Linked DNA regions of Danio rerio: region 1 is linked to region 2. A link is a contact called in public HiChIP or PLAC-seq data. All regions are on one chromosome and are shown on one strand. Each heading gives the region's core, a stretch centred on a gene start, on an enhancer-like site or on the middle of the called end of the contact. The rest is flanking DNA. Distances are from core to core; before and after follow the strand shown. Region 1 holds the start of sp5l (Sp5 transcription factor-like). Region 2 holds the start of acvr1ba (activin A receptor type 1Ba).

Region 1 (4,025 bases), core at 759-3,258, 210 kb after region 2:
TCTGAACGCGTGAAGCTCTTCCCGCAGAAGAGCCAGTTGCAAATGAAGGGCCGTTCACCAGCATGCCAGCGCAGGTGCGCTTTGAGGTGAGAGGTTTTTTTATAAACCTTCCCACAATCTGGAATGTGACAAATGTGTAGTCTTTTCTTTCCAAACTCCAATGCAGCACCTCCGTTTCCTGTGGACTGGCAGTTTGGGCATTTGCATCGGCGACAGCGACGAGTAGAGCTCAACAGACCTTTGGAGGTTCCCTGCAGAAGTGCTGCAATTTGAGGCTGATGGCCCAAAACCAGCTGCCGTCCCAAGGAGAAAGGGTGCCCGGAGGGAGCGCTGTTACCCTGGGGGAGACTCCACCACTGCTGGCCATCCTCAACGTGACCTCCAGGCAGGTGAGCTCTTCCTGAGGGGTTTTGGAGGAAGCTTGGAAAGTTTTGACTGACGGCGTTGTGCTGCGTGTAGTATGGCGCATTCCCTTGCATTTTAACCGGGGAAAGCTCGAATGAATATGCAGACGGAGGCTCCGCTGGAGGAGTGAGGGGAAGCTCGTGGTGGTGATGATGGTGGTGATGGTGGTGATGGGAGTGCGAGCCCAGAGTGGGTTGCATGTGGCTGGGAAACTGCATTTTGGGCACGGTGAAGGTCATCTGGTGAGCGCTTAAGCTGGAGTTCGGGGCCACGTCGTTGCTCCAGAGCTGGAACATGCTGGATGCGGAGCCCACCGGACCCTCGTAAGGGAGCTGCGAGCCTTCCTGCCAAGCCTGACTGCATGTGGTGGCCAGAAAGGAGAGGGTGTTTGGACCACTTTCTGGAGATGAGCTGGGAGTGCGGTCCTAGGGGGAAGAAAACAAATATTTGTAAATAAGTCATGCTTTTTTCTTCATATTTTTCACATTTAATATTTTGAGTTGGAGATGCAAAAAGTAAAATATATTTAATTTCTTTCTTATTTAATATTAATTGTTAATAATCTTAAGTTTAATTTCCATTTTATTTTTATTTTTTATGTTAAATTATTTTTTGAAATGTAAAAAAAAATGGTATAATTACAAAATCAAAACTGAAAACAAGGCAGCTTACATCTATTTTATCAATTTATTTAGTAAATTAAGTTTATTATCTTACTATTATTTTGGAATTGTTTTACAATGATAAAAACTAAAAACAAGTTTGAAATTCACCTAATTTAAATGTTATGTATTATGTTAATCAGTATATTTAGAGTATAATAGTAGTTTAAGTTAAAATTTTTCAAATAAGGTAAACAATAAGATAAGATGACACCAAAGTAGCTTTTAAGATAATTTTAATCACTGTTCTAAAATTGTTCTCAAAAATCTTTTTTTTTAAATAACAAATGTTATTTCAATCTTGAACAAATGATAACTTGTGACTAGATAGATAGATAGATAGATAGATAGATAGATAGATAGATAGATAGATAGATAGATAGATAGATAGATAGATAGATAGATAGATAGATAGATAGATAGATAGATAGATAGATCAAAAAAATAAAAGTTACAAAGCAAAAATGTAATTCTAAGTTGTTGATGCGATTGTGCCAAATTGCTTTTATATAACTGAAGCAGAAAATGCACGATTAACAAACTGATGAGAAAAGTTTGCAGTACCTGTAAGAAATTGTGGAGGAAATTGTCCGCTCTGGATAAGGTTAATGCAGCCATGTGTTCACGGTTGTTTCAAGATATCCACACCTGCGTGAAGCGCGGCGCGCGGTGCGTAACCGTGCCAAAGTCTCAGTGTGCGGGAACGAGGAGGCGCGCAAAGATCCTGTTGACCCCCTTACACAGCCAGGTGCGTGCGTTCAGATATATCGCTGAAAAATCAATAATCCTTGGATTCTCTCTTCCAAATCCTGTCCTTTCTCGCCTGTGAGAGTTGTTGGCCACTCCGCGCTGTTGCTCCTGTTTTTCTGGGTCTCGTTTTCAAAAGCAGCGTCTTTCAAACCAGGTCTCTTCCTTTTGAAGTGCGACTGAAGGGCCTGTCGCAATAAGTCCTGAGGATCATTTCAAAGGCGGTCGGATTGCATCTTCTCTTTATAGGGAAAAGATCCTCTCGACGGGGTCTCTTAAGTATGTATCAGGAGGGCCAGTGAATGGAGGAGAGATACGGTGGGGGAATATTTGGGGAGGGCAATCTTTGGGAGATTAGGAAGAGGGGTGTGTATTATAACCTTCGTTTCATTCTAATTTAATTTTGCCAAATGTTAACCTGTGAGAACCCCTTCCCTTTAGCGCTTCTAGGTGAGAAGAGTCTTAATATGACAGAGTTTGTTTACATGTATCTGATATTTACAAGTTTAACGACTCGTTCTTTAGTGACAAATTAAAAACTAAACAAACGGACGAGCTTGTTATAATCAGTATTTATAACATTTTTATTCAAACTAACACCGTTTTATTTAAGCCACACTTTCTTTTACACTAAAATAAATACTTTTCAATAGATTAGGTGCAATGAATCTCCAAAATCTTTACTTTTAAATTTAAGATTAGTTTATTTTATTGTAGTTTGATGCAGTCGTGCACTTCAAATGATAATGAAAATAGGTCTGTAACATGAATGTGGCATTCAAGATTCACTATAGGCAAATACATTGTTGGTATTGTTAGGCCTCATGTTGGGTTTAAAGTGATACTAAGCTATTTTGTAAAGTGCGTTATGGATTTTGCTTTCACTAGGCCTGTATTTGATCCATATGAGCATCTGTGAACCTGCCTCTTTAGCTGTTATTAGTTGTAAGCTGGTCGTTCTAAAAGATGTCATATTAATGATGACGCTAAACGACATTTGAAAACGATCGAATTAAGCTATTCTTCTTTTCTCATTAATAAACGCGATATGTACCTCCATGCACATTCAGTAGTTCGCACTCTTAAGTGATTTTATAAATAAAGAGCCCTGCGTGATATTTTCACACTCCGGGTTCAAGTTAAGGGCGTCATCACGTTTAAAGGGATTAAATGCAGAGCATCCAAAGTTCATCTAACACTTTGAGCCTTTCTCTTAGAGAATTTACATTGAAGTCGGAAAGCCATTTAACATCTTAATACATAGAAAATCCTCACTGCTTTGTGTTGCCTCGCACCTCTAGTCGCATAACAATCGACCTTTGTCCCAGCAGATGCATCGCTTTAGTCTGCTAAAACATACCACAGTGATGGAGAATTAAAATGACACGTAGGAAACGTGCTTAACGTATAAATATGTCGTTTAATCAGTCAAAAGGATCGAGTAGATTATATATTTAGCATAGAAAGCTGTCTTTAAAAAAAAATCTAGAAACTGTACAGTAATTTCCCCATTAGTTTCTCTTTGTAACAAGTTGGTACATTAAAAAAAAAATCTATTATTACTTGCTCAAACTATTATTTCAATAAAAAAAAGCTAAAACAGCACAAATCTTGAGATTTCATTTGGACAACGTAATTGTTTTTGTGTTCAATCCACATAAATTTGTTAAAAGTGTTAAGTTAGCTTAATCGTTTTGTGTTGGGACAACATAAATTAATTATTTGTAACCCTGCATTTTTTACAGTGTAGTTGCTGTGGAATAGAAAGAATACTGTAAAAAATGCAGGGTCACACGTAATTCATTCATGTTGTCCCAACACAAAGTGAAAAAGTTAACTTAACACTTAAACCAAATTTGTGGATTGAACATAAAAAAATTAAGTTGTCCCAATAAAATTTCAAGAATTGGGTTGTTTTAGCTTATTTTAATTAAGTAGTTTGAACAAGTAAACATATTTTTTGAGTGAAGTTATGAAGTTTTTTTTTGCAGTAAAAACTAAGGTATACTACAGTATTTATTACAGTTAATCAGTACACTACAGTTAATAGTACAGTATGCATTTTACTATTCATTAACAAATGCTATAAAAATGATATATACACTGCAACATACTGAGTTCTACATAATTCCTTCATGTTACCCTAACTCAATTGGATTAAGTTAACTTAATGGTTTTTACACATTTAAGTTGATTGAACATAAAACAATT
Region 2 (4,400 bases), core at 327-2,826:
ACAGCCGGACTGTTTTGTAAACAAGGTACACCACAGCAAATGATGTACTGACAACAACATTTTCGATATAATCTAACATAACTACAAACAAGGCCAGTCATTTTAAATGAATCACTGGAATTCATGACAAGCTACATGTCACAACTAGCAATGGGAAGACCGACTTATTACTGTATATTGTTTCTTTTAAACATTTTCTAAACCAAAAATATGACAATAACAAAAACATTACACATCTCGATGACAGTAATAAAGTGAGGGGGAAACAAACAAATGATGCAGGCCATTTACAGAGTCCTTTGATAATTTAGCTTTTACATTTTTATGGTTAAATATTGAATCCAGCACATAATATACAGATTTTTTAAAACATAGCTACAAATACAAAAAAGATTATTTGCTTTTGATAAAACATTGTTAATGTTCAAAAGCTATGAATCCTTTTACAATATTCCCCATTCTGACAACTCATATTGATCTAAAAATGTAAATGTAGATATGTATTAAATGCACCAATGTGTACCTGAAATAAAGAGTTTATGTTGGCCTGTGAGTTATGATTTCTTTTCAGTAAATCATAATTTTAAAAGTGATTTTGGCTGAACCGAGTCCAGAAATGAATCCATTTGAATGTTTGTGAATCTTAAGTGCTTTGAAGTAAAAACAATTATTTAAGAAAACATAAGAGGAAAAACAAAAATCAACACAATAGATAAGTCTTACACTAATTCACCAACCTAATGCTATCATTTTGCGTAATTCAGGTGAATCACAGGACGACTCTCTCCTGTTTACGAACTAAACCGATTCAACCGATTAACTGAAAAGCTTCGAATCAACTACACAGGATTCACTTCGGAACAGGATGAACCCTCGTCAAAACGTGTAAATTACCAGGTAAGGTTGGCGTTTCAAGTTAAAAAATAAAAGTTTAGCAATAATTGACGTTTTGTGAAGTTCTGGAAATATGGGAGGTTTGGCCATACGTGCTACAACTCAAGTCAGGACTTAACAATATAGTTTTGACCGAGATGTAATAGTAAGTTAGTTGCAAACGTAAGGTAACGTTAAGCTTAAATCCATACATTTCACTAGCAATGTAAGCAGGCTCGTCTGTAAACAGGGGGAAGTGTGTACATTAATTATTTAAACGTGAATTTATTTGGGTATATTTTCCAAGGGGGCAGCAAACGCTCCTCCGCGGTTAAATCCTAAAATGCAACCTCGAAATTATCTATACAAATAAAAAAACAGTAAGGGATCAAGCTCACTAGAACATCCAAAGCCAATTCTACATGAATACGGAATAATTTAGGATACAGATGAGTGGTTTACAAACCCCAGACACAGCGCCATGATGAGCGCCAGGCTGCCTGCTTGCCCCGTCCAGCACAGCACAGCCTGGCCACGCTCTCTCTCCACACACCATCAGCCTAGCAAATAAATAAATACACACACCACACACGATCACAAGCACCCGACTCACCATCGCCGACCGCTAGTAATCCACACAGGGCGAGCAAGGCTACAGCAGTTCGTCGAGGAGGCATGACTGCAACATTCCCATCTCTTAGCATTAATGCATTCGTTGTGTGTGATATTGACAAGCGAGCGAGACTTCCAACACAACCACAAACCGACCAACCATACACCGTCTGCCAGGCTCGGCTAGACAATAGTGGGTTAAAGGGGTGTGCCCAGCTTTAAAGGGGAGGGCTCCACGCTTGGGCTCCTTTGTTGTGGTGAAATGTCTCTTTACAAGGACTCATTTGTGAATTGGCCCGATGGTCCTGTCTGTAGTTGAGGTCTCGTCTGGAGTGTTGTTTATTTATGCAGTGTCATATCTTATGTTCCTGACATTTGGCTTGTGGCTTTAGTTGACGGAGTTAAGGCAATCAAAACTGATTCTTAAGCAATGGGGAAACGTAGGGTTGTATCGAGGACATTATTTTTCCTATAAAAGCAGTTTTTTTCCAGGCTTTGATGCCACATTATTGGTCGATGCTGCCAGATACAAAATAATGTTTCTTATATTTGTTATAAGCAATAATATATATATATATATATATATATATATATATATATATATATATATATATATATATATATATATATATGTGTGTGTGTGTGTGTGTGTGTGTGTGTGTATTAAATTCAGTTCAACAAATGATTGATGTGAGATGAAGGCTGAAAAATGGGGGGAAAAAATACTAGCTTCTAAACATTTTTGTCACATAAATAGTTCACATACTGATTCACTAATATTTTACATTGTCGTATTTCTGGTGAATCAGACTGCGATACGATTACAAAAAGTTGTTTTCAGTGGTGTAAAGTAACAAATTACAAAAACTCAAATTACTTTGACTTTTTTTCAGGAATTATAATTTACTAAGTAGTTTTAAGAATGTGTACTTTTACTTTCCCTCGAGTACATTTTTAGTGCTGTATTGGTATTTTTTCTCCACTACTTTCCTTCAACTATTTAATTTTTTCTTATCTATGGGGATTAGAAAAATCAGTCCTGTGAATACTGTCCAATCGCACATAGAAAGTAAATTGCATCATACTGAGCAACCTCAAGACATTGGTGTTTTATACAGCAAACCATTTGGAAGCATTAAAAGTGTCCGAGAAAAAGTCCAAAATCTTTACACTCAATGACCCAGAGACGGTTTAGACTGCTGGTCACTTATAAGAAGACGAAAAGTGCCTACTGTGTGATGATGATTGAAATACCAAACAGTCTTAAACAATAACTAAATGCTCTACTGAATGTTACGTTTTCACACACACTCACAAATTGCATGTAAATATTTTAACCTTTCACAGCGTAATATCACTACTCACTACTCTTGAGTACTTTTAAAAGGGCTACTTTTTACAAATACTTAGAGCAATATTTACAGCAAATACTTTTACTTTACTTGGACTACATTTTTGGGTAAGTAATGGTACTTTTCCTAGAGTATTAACAAGTACTCTTTCCACCACTGGTTATTTTTCCCTAACCTTTTAATGACAGAATTGTTCAACATTGCCCATCTGACACCATCTTTGTGAATTACCACACATATACAGTTAAAGTCAGAATTATTAGGCCCTCTTTGAATTTTTTTTCTTTTTGAAATATTTTCCAAATGATGTTTAAAAGAGCAAGGAATTTTTCACAGTATGTCTGATAATATTTTTTCTTCTAGAGAAAGTCTTATTTGTTTTATCTTGGCTAGATTAAAAGCAGTTTTAAATTTATTAAAAACTATTTTAAGGTCAATATTATTAGCCTTTTTAAGCTATATTTTTTCTGATAGTCCACAGAAAAAACCATCAATATACAATAACTTGCCTTATTACCCTAACATGCCTAGTTAACCTAATTAACCTAGTCAAGCCTTTAAATGTCACTTTAAGCTGTATACAAGTTTCTTGAAAATTATCTTGTCAAATATTTTGTAATGTCATCATGGCAAAGATTAAATAAATTAGTAATTAGAAATGAGTTATTAAAACTATTATGTTTAGAAATGTGTTAAAAAAACAGAAATTGGGGGGAAAAATAAACAGGGGGCCTATTCATGGGGGGTTTATAATTCTGACTTCAATTAGCTTCTAATTAACACATTTATTATTAAGTTTTTAATATTTTTACATAGTTTTTATGAATGTTTTATCTTAGTGTAAAGCACAAGATTACGACTGTGTTTAAAAAAGTGCTACACAAATAAGCCTTACCTTGTTATAGTTAAAATGAGATAAATTAGACTAATAAAATGTATTAAAAGTAGTTTTATTGCTGTATGATGGAGTTGCAGAAAATGTAAGCATTTAATTAGGATTTGTTTTGGCTTAAATATGGTTCAATTTAATAAAACAAAAGTTACATTAAATGTTTAATTTATTTATTTGTTTTTTTAAATGTTGTGGAAACTAGAAAAAGTATATGGTTAAAATGACAATTTACAAGGTAATTTGTAAAGTTTATGATGAAAAATAACCTTTAATAAGAAAAGTACATCCAGATCATGGCAAATTCGTATGTAATTATGTCCAAAGAAATCTTTTTCTCACAAAAATGAATAATTTATCATATTTTTCAATAAATTATGTGAGAAAAATAGATATGCATTCTTTTTGTATTTTTAGTAATGTCTTTCTAGTGCTCCCGCAGGCTGTGCTCACAGTTGTTAGCATTAATAAAGTGTCTCTGCAGCCAAAGTTACCTTTGTGAGCTGGACCCACATTGTGCGATTTGTGTGATCTAAAGGAGCTTACAGAACCCCCGTGAGTAGCACGAAAACCATTCAGGACTCCCTCAAACACCACAGCATGGGCTAAGCTTAAGACTCTCAAATAACAAATCACTGAATCAAAAATAAATAAATAAATAAATCATCTAGTAT

The links. HiChIP or PLAC-seq counts read pairs in DNA pulled down with a chosen protein or histone mark.
Region 1: a contact with region 2 is called in an H3K4me3 HiChIP or PLAC-seq map of embryo, with 3 times the contacts expected there. The contact joins the promoter of sp5l here to the promoter of acvr1ba in region 2. A contact is called at or near these places in 2 of 18 Hi-C or Micro-C datasets (caudal fin and hematopoietic stem cells) and 2 of 4 datasets of contacts at active chromatin or transcription factors (embryo and gastrula embryo).

Annotation. Positions count from the first base shown.
Region 1 is chr23:30,947,866-30,951,890 of GRCz12tu, forward strand. sp5l (Sp5 transcription factor-like) reads right to left here and starts at 2,009. Exons shown (of 2, transcript NM_194371.2): 1 at 1,632-2,009; 2 at 1-830. The coding sequence starts at 1,685. arhgef25a (Rho guanine nucleotide exchange factor (GEF) 25a) reads left to right here. Exons shown (of 19, transcript XR_012398569.1): 17 at 1-86; 18 at 167-854.
Region 2 is chr23:30,743,083-30,747,482 of GRCz12tu, forward strand. It overlaps acvr1ba (activin A receptor type 1Ba), which reads right to left and starts at 1,577. Exons shown (of 9, transcript NM_130990.1): 1 at 1,487-1,577. The coding sequence starts at 1,577.